Linked DNA regions of Rattus norvegicus: region 1 is linked to region 2. A link is a contact called in public Hi-C data. All regions are on one chromosome and are shown on one strand. Each heading gives the region's core, a stretch centred on a gene start, on an enhancer-like site or on the middle of the called end of the contact. The rest is flanking DNA. Distances are from core to core; before and after follow the strand shown.

What was found. A called contact is a pair of places that touch in the nucleus more often than the background predicts.
Region 1: a contact with region 2 is called in a Hi-C map of Schwann cells, with 1.8 times the contacts expected there. The contact joins the promoter of Odad4 here to the enhancer-like site in region 2. A contact is called at or near these places in 5 of 12 Hi-C or Micro-C datasets (Schwann cells, hepatocytes, kidney and 1 more).

Annotation. Positions count from the first base shown.
Region 1 is chr10:85,978,782-85,982,611 of GRCr8, reverse strand. It overlaps Odad4 (outer dynein arm docking complex subunit 4), which reads right to left and starts at 2,172. Exons shown (of 12, transcript NM_001107049.1): 1 at 1,938-2,172. The coding sequence starts at 2,057.
Region 2 is chr10:85,935,416-85,939,296 of GRCr8, reverse strand. Acly (ATP citrate lyase) reads left to right here. Exons shown (of 29, transcript NM_016987.2): 14 at 979-1,008. Among named protein-coding and RNA genes, the nearest start is that of Acly, 26 kb to the left of the region's middle. Within about 2 kb of position 1,381, at least 5 of the 93 cell types and tissues checked have an H3K27ac peak or open chromatin away from gene starts, as enhancers often do. A contact at or near this core is called in Schwann cells, where this site is marked.

The DNA of each region.
Region 1 (3,830 bases), core at 923-3,422, 43 kb before region 2:
AGGATGGGTAGGGCTATACAGAGAAATCCTGTCTTGAAAAAGGAAGGAAGGAAGGAAGGGAAGGAGGGAGGGAGGGGAGAGAGAGAGAGAGAGAGAGAAAGAGAGGGGGGGCAGGTAGGCAGACAGAAGGAAGTAGTCTATGGGCTCCTCACGTTACTCAGTAGAAGAGCATTGACAAGCATGTGGAGGGTGGGAGCCCCGCACCACAAAAGAAAAACACGGTTTCTAGCACAGGAAATGGTGAATTTGTTTGGGAGGCAGAATCTCTAGTATCCCACGCTGGCTCTGACCTTGCTAAGTAGCCAAAGATGATCTCGAATCTCTGTTCCTCCTATCTCTACCTGCCAGCTGCTGGGACTGAAAGTGTGGGACAGCACACTCAAGTTTTAAACAAGATCAAACCAGGGCTTCATGCATACTAGGCAAACATTCTACCCAACGAAACGCTGTCTCCAACCCTTCAAAGGAAAAGGTTATCAGAACGCTTTGCAGTATGGAGGAAGGCACCTCAGGCAACTGGAGTCTGAGTGCTTGGCTCAGAGGAATCTTCCTCCACCACCCACTAGTTCAGGGCAGTGACCTTGGGCATGTTACCTAACTTCTATATCCACTTCCCCATCTATGAAATGAAGCAACAGTGGAACCCCTCTCCCCCGCCCCCAACCCCAGACAGACATGCACTGTGCTTAGAGCAGTGAGTCTGGTATCCTAAAACAATTCCCAATCCCTTCAGGGTGCAATGGTGTAATTTTCAATAAGGTTATCACAATATGCTAATTTCACTGACCACTTTCTTATAGGGCAAGCCTGTGCCAGAGACTTCTACATTTAGCCTCTCAGGCGATCTATGGCTAATGATGGGGGACTGAGTTCATCAAGAGAAAGGTAATCGGTTGGGGATTTAGCTCAGTGGTAGAGCGCTTGACTAGCAACCGCAAGGCCCTGGGTTCGGTCCCAAAAAAAAAGCTCCAAAAAAAAAAAAAGAGAGAGAAAGGTAATCACGAAACATTTAAGGAAAGGTAATGGCTGCTCGCTGTTTATGTCACCAACTGGCAGACGTTAGTGAGAAACAGGAGAAAAATGACAGAAGCCAGGGCTTATCTGTGACAGTGGTGCATCAAGGGAACCAGGAGGACGACACAAAATGGAGCTCAGCACTGCTGGTGATGAAAAAATGGTAATGGGGTAGGCCTGGAGGTGTTTTAGCAGGTCTTCCAGAGGACTCAAGATTCAAATCCCAGCACCCACAGGGAGGCTCACACCCCTCGGTGACTCCGGTTCTAGAAGTTCTGATGTCCCCTTCTGTACTCTAAGGGCAAAGTATGCACTCAGTGCATGCAGTAAGACACCCGTCACATACAAATACTTTTCTTTAAGTGGTGAAGTGGGGGTGGGGAGAGCTCTAGAGACTGTTCATTGGTTAACAGCACTTACTACTCTTGCAGAAGACCCAAGTATGGATGCCAGCACCCACTTGGTGCCACCTAACAGCCTGTAACTCCAGTTCCAAGGGATCCATTTCCCTCTTCTGGCTTCCAAAAGTACCAGGCATGCATGTGGTAGACAAACATACAAACAAATCTTTCATCAGCAACAAAATGGTGGTGGGAGTGGGGTTCTGCAAGGCGGGGAGTTGACTTCCAGAGTACATAAGGAGGGCTGCTTCCTTCCAAAACGGAAGTTGGGAATGAGGGCACACATCCGAAGTCATCTCTGAGGAGACTGTTGTAAGTTCAAGACCACGCTGGTCTACAGAACAAGTGTCTATCTCAAAAGAGGAGTGGAGGCCGGGAGGCGGGAGAGAGAAGAAAGAAGAGAAAAAAGAAGAGGGAAGAGGAGGGAGGAGAAGGGAAAGAAGAGGTAGGGCGGGGAGAAGGGGGAAAGGGAGGAGGGGAAAGAGGAAGGGGAAGCAGTGATAGGTTCAAGGTGCAACTCACGTTGGAAAAACTTTGAATCGCCTTAGAGAACTCCCCGCACAGATAAAGCCTCTCGCCCTCTGCCATGTAAGAGGGAAAGGTGCTTCGCAAGTTATCAGCTTCGCCATCGGACATGGTCATCCTGCTTTTGGAAATTTTGAAGCAGATCCAGAAAGGGTAAGAAGCTGGAGAATCACTGGCTTGGTTTGTGGCAGCCGGGTCTCTTAGCAACCCAGAGAGATAGTCTGACTTCCGGTCCCTCCCCTCCCTTGGCGGTGTTAGGAACCCGAGTGAGCCTGCCCAGTGTGCTCATGCGCTTAAGTCGCCACGCTGCACACACCGGTCAGACAAGTGCTGAGCGCGTGGCCAGCGGCTGCAGGGCGGTGGCGCTCCAGAGTGATCGCTGTTGCTTGTGGGTTGCTTCTCCCCACCTCCAGTTGCCACGTGGAAAGCCTCTCGGACAAAGCAAGCCAAGAAAATGAGTATTGGAGGCAAAATTCCAAGTAGGATTAAGGCTTAAGCGCTCCAGGTCCCATCAGAAAGGAGAGAGAATTTTGGACTTGGAGTCAGAGGGCTTGGGCAGCCTTCTCTCTTGTCACTTCCTAGCTGCGTGATCCTTGACCAAGCACATTAGGGAACTGAAAAGTACACGTTCTACCTGCCAAACGGACATGAAAATAATAGAGTCCCCGAGGACATGAGGATTTTCATGAGAACACAATAGAAAGTGTGTTGGGTTTAGCTTTCAATTTCACATATTTATTGAGCACGTGCTAACCAGCAAGTCTAAACTAAGGTCTAGCCTGACATCATTCTCTGTCGATTCGGAGATAGCCCAGTTGTATTAGCGGTCCCTGGAGAAACAGAAACCCGTGCATTCCTAAGGTATCCAATGGCATCCACACTCACATGTGCACAAGCGCACACACATGTTCACACACGTTAAAAAAAAAAAGTAGTACCCCCCAAGTTCCCATAATGCCTTGAATAGCTAGTTCAATTAACTGCCTCAACTATACTTTTTTTTTTTAAAAAGGTCTAGTCCCCAAAGTGATTGTGACTTAATCCAGAACTTTGTCCTTTGTTTTTTAATTTGCTGGTGGGTTTTTGTTGTTGTTTTGTTTTGTTTGTTTTTTAGATTTACTCGTTTTATTTTATATGTGAGTGTTTCGGCTGCATCTATGCGTGTATGTATACTGTATGCATGCTTGGTGCCTATGGAGGTCAGAAGAGGGTATCAGACCCCTGGAATGGGAGTTACATACGATTTTGAGCCACCAGTTGGGTGCTGGAAGTCAAACCTGGGTCTTCTGCAAGAGTAGCCAGTGCTCTTAACACCTGAGCATCTCTCCAGCCCAGAATCACCAGCCTGGTCTCCATAAGAAGATCCAGTTCAGCCCTGGCTACAAAGTGAGTCTCAAATACAAAAACAGAAACAGAACAGAATCCAGCTGAATGGCACACAGTAGGAGCAAAGCAAACCATTTTTAGTCTTTAAAAAAGGCGTCCTTATTGGCAAATGTATCAACACAAATGAGCACAGCATCTATAATTCCAGCAGTTGAGAGACTGAAGCAGGAGGATTGTCACAAGTTCAAAGCTAACATAGGTTACAGAGTGAGTTGAGGGCCAGCCCAAGTAACATAGGGGAGTCTCTGTCTCAAACCACCATAACTGATTACTTGGGAAAATGTGGTAAAATGAGAGAATTTCATTAGTGTCAATTCCCTTATTGCTTTGTTGTAGTTTTAAAAAGTTCTTCAAGATTATCATTGGGGGAAACAATAAAGGAATACCTAACCCAGGTACGGTGGTACACAGACAGTCCCAGGCAAGGGGAAAGAGGGTAGCGTGGAGGTCAAGGATAGCCAGGGCTACTCAGCAAGGCTTTACATCAAAAGGCAAACAAAACCG
Region 2 (3,881 bases), core at 132-2,631:
GCACAGTGCACAAGAAGGCCTGTGGTGTTTTCCCTGTCTTTCCCTGTCTGGGGTCTGCCTGGAAGAGGCAACAGGGAAGCAGTTTGAGCTTGCCTGTGGGAGTGGGCCCTCAGCATGAGATAGGAGTGGATCTCTTCAGGAGCAGTGACTTGAGTCTTCCCTCTGGGTTTTCTTGGAGCTGGAGACTGTCTGGATCTCCTCGCTCCCTACTGTCTTCTACCCTCCTGCTGGGCTGTGAACTGACCTGGGAGGCTTGGAGGGGACAAGATTTCAGCAGAAGCAAGAAGAGAAAGTTCTCCTAGACTCCTAAATGGAAGCCAGGTTCTGGGAGCGGAGACAGCAAGGCTGGCTCCTAAACGGTTGTCTCTTCCCCGACTCGCTGGGGCTCTTATGTGCTTCTGTCTATGTGCCTGATCTACGAGCCCTTGCACACGTCACCAGCTCATCTCCATCTCAGTGACAGGGTGACCTGCCAGCACTCACACTCCAGCAGATGAGTGATACTGGCTTCCCCTGGCTGATGGGGCCTTGCAGCTTCTGTCATATAATCAGCTGTGCTACAGCTCAAGATCAGAAGTCACTGCCCTATAGTTCCCAGGGTGTCAGCCTTGTCCACAGTGGAGGATAGTGGACCCAGCACTGTGCTGGTTCAATCACTGTGCTACGCTACATGGGGACAGAGGGGTCAGCATTAAGAGGACGTGATCCCGAGGGCCTGGAAGGGACTTCAGTGTCCAGTGCACTTGCCTAGTGTTCCTCTCCTTGCCCTCGCACTGCACCCTGGTTCTACGTCTTGCCTGCTTCTGTTCTTCCCGCTGGTGCTTTTGCCTCTTTCATTGGCTTTATCCCTGCTGTCCACTACAACACAGTGACAGCACCAGAAGGCTTGTCTGTGGAACTGTCCCCCGTTTCTCCCCTCTCCCACCAGAGCTTCCCACCAGCAGTTCACTCAGTTGCCTTGGTCATTTTCTTTAACAGATTCAGTCCCAAGTCCAAGATCCCTGCAAGGTAGGATGCCCCCACCGTGCCCCAACTCTGCGTGTGGCTTTGTTACCGGGTCCCAGTTTCTCTGTGCTTCGTTTCTTCCCTCCCTGGTGGGTTGCAGTGTTGTGTAACACATTTCCTGTCCGCACCTTGGTGTGGCCTCCCTCCAACCCAACCCCCCCCCCCCCAAAGTCCTAGTCTTTGCTCTTTGTCCCTTCCCTTCCCTGCTCAGGATTTTCCTCTCAGTCTCTTCACTGTGTGGCTGTCTCTGGCTCCTTATCTTGGCGGGAGGTGGAGACAGAGGAGGAGCCAGAGCCAGCCCACAGCTCTGGAGACTCAGGGGTGCCAAGAGGGACGGTCCTGGGAAAGAGGGTGCCACCAGCTGAAAGGGGAGTGGCAGAGAGCAGTTGATGCTTCTGACCACTGGCTGCTGTGGGGAAGGGACCACAGCTCCACCCTCCTCTGACCACAGCTCCGCCCTCCTCCTGACCACAGCTCCGCCCTGATTCTCGTCTGCATCTCACCATTGCTTTGCTTCCCTGCCTCAGCTTCAGTACTGCCAGCAGCGTCCCACAGCTCCCGATTCCAGACCAGTGTAGGGTTCCCCCAGGTTTGGTAGAAGAGCAGAGAAAGATGGAAAGAGAGAAACCAGGAAGGTCAGGAAGTGTCTGTCTCTAAAACAAGTCTTTTTCAGGACCTGAAGGGAGGTGGGCTTTGGTGTCGGAGGTCACAGTTTACAGTGGACATTTTCAGTCCGTGAATACTCACGCACACATATCTGCCCATTGACCAAGCAGGTAGACTACTCAGTTACGAGGATCAGAACTTTCTTGTGACTTTTCTTTTTCAAAGAAATACTGGGAATCCAGCTCAGAGCCCCCTTGCATTCTGAACAAGCACTGTACAACTGAGCCCTGCCTGCCGTCTCAGTGTAACTGACATTCACAGTTAAAAGGGCAAGAGCGTCTTCGTTGATGACTGATCCCTAGGGAGGGTAGGAATATCTAAAAAAAAAGACAATGATCTTCTAACTATCAGCTTTCTTTGGTTCTTTTTTTCGGAGCTGGGGACCGAACCCAGGGCCTTGCGCTTCCTAGGCAAGCGCTCTACCACTGAGCTAAATCCCCAACCCCAACTATCAGCTTTCTTTTCTTTTTTTTTTTTTTTTTTTTTTTTTTTTGATTCTTTTTTTCGGAGCTGGGGACCGAACCCAGGGCCTTGCGCTTCCTAGGTAAGCGCTCTACCACTGAGCTAAATCCCCAGCCCCTCAGCTTTCTTTTAAGAAAAGGTTTATTTTTAATTATGTGCACTTGTGTGTGTCTTAGCTGGGGGTGGGGGAATGGATGTGAGTGCAGGGGCCTTGGGAGACCAGAGAGGGTGTTGGATGCCTTGGAGCTGGAGTTACAGCAGATGTGACTGTATCTTTAGTAAGCCACCTGACATGGCTGCTAGGAACTGAAGTCAGGTCCCCTGTGAGAGCACAACCACAACCTCCCCTTAACTATTGCGCTGTCTCTCCAGCCCTCCACTAGCTCTTAATCCTTTCATTGTCTGCCTCCAGTGAAACCCACAGTTTCCTAGAGGGCAAGGCCATTATGCTGATAGAGCAGGGACAGGCTCAGACTCCAGGGAGCTCCTCTCCCCCAAGGGAAGTGGGCTGTGGCAGGCACCTTTAGTCACTTAGCTGGAGAAGAGGGAGGACAGGAGGGAGACCAGGTAAAGAGTGTTCTCCTCTTAGGGCAATTAAGGTGGGAAGGAGGGGTGTAAGGGGAGGGGCTTCCTGCTATCAGTGCCAGTGGCCCTCAAAGTCTTTGCTTTCTCTGTGCTTAAGGAGGTAAGCACGTGAACTCTTGACTTTAAAGCAGGAGGTGGGGTGGGCTTTGTCCCTATCTCTGAAGATGGGCTTATGTAGCATGACACTGGGCTCCGTGTGGGCTCCCCTGGGAGTGTCAGAGCGTCACTACATTGTTTTTTTAAATATTTATTTATTTATTTCATGTATGTGAGCACACTGTCTCTGTCTTCAGACACACCAGAAGAACCCATTACAGATGGTTGTGAGCCACCATGCGATTGCTGGGGGGTTGAACTCAGGATCTCTGGAAGAGCAGTCGGTGCTCTTAACCACTGAGCCATCTCTCCAGCTCCATTATGGCCTTTATCACACAACTGCATCTTTCTCAAGCTATGTAATCCTGGCTCTCCGAGATGATGCAGGACCAACGTCAATGTGGATATCCGGTTCAATTTCCTGGGGCTAGAAAGTATGAGACTGGATTATGTGGCAGCCCTTACTCTAAGGTTCCACATCGTATAGGAACCCTGGCGTGACAGGAAATCTAGGTATTCACAATCAAGATCCTTCTGCCTCGAGAGGCTTACTGCTGGCCAGCACGGGGATTTATTCAGACCTTGATCTTGATTAGCCAAGCTTGCAGTGGAACAGTAGGTTAATATCAGAAGCCTCTGGATGAGATGCATTGCTCTCCCCCAGAGAACACAGACTGTCCCCAATGGCTGGTTTCCTCCACCAGGACATCCAGGGAGTCAAAGGGGAAGTAATCAAGGGCCCTTTTCCTCTAGCTGATGGCTGCATTCCTATAGTCTCTTTGTTATCATCCTAGCCTTCTCCCTGTCTTTGAGATAAGAGTCCCTCACTCTATAGGCCACTGCCTACCTCTATCTCTCGGGTTCTAGGATTAAAAACGTGAACCACTATACCCAGGCTGCTCGGTTAATTAAAGTCTTTCCTGTCATTAGAAAGCCCGTCTCAAGAGTATTGTTCCGAGCAGCCAAGAGCCACTTGAGAGAAGAGGATAGAAGGGCAGGGTTAGGGCTGAGGATGAGGGCACCTGGCCCTGTGCTGCCTTATGTCAGAGCCTGTCCATAACCTCGGT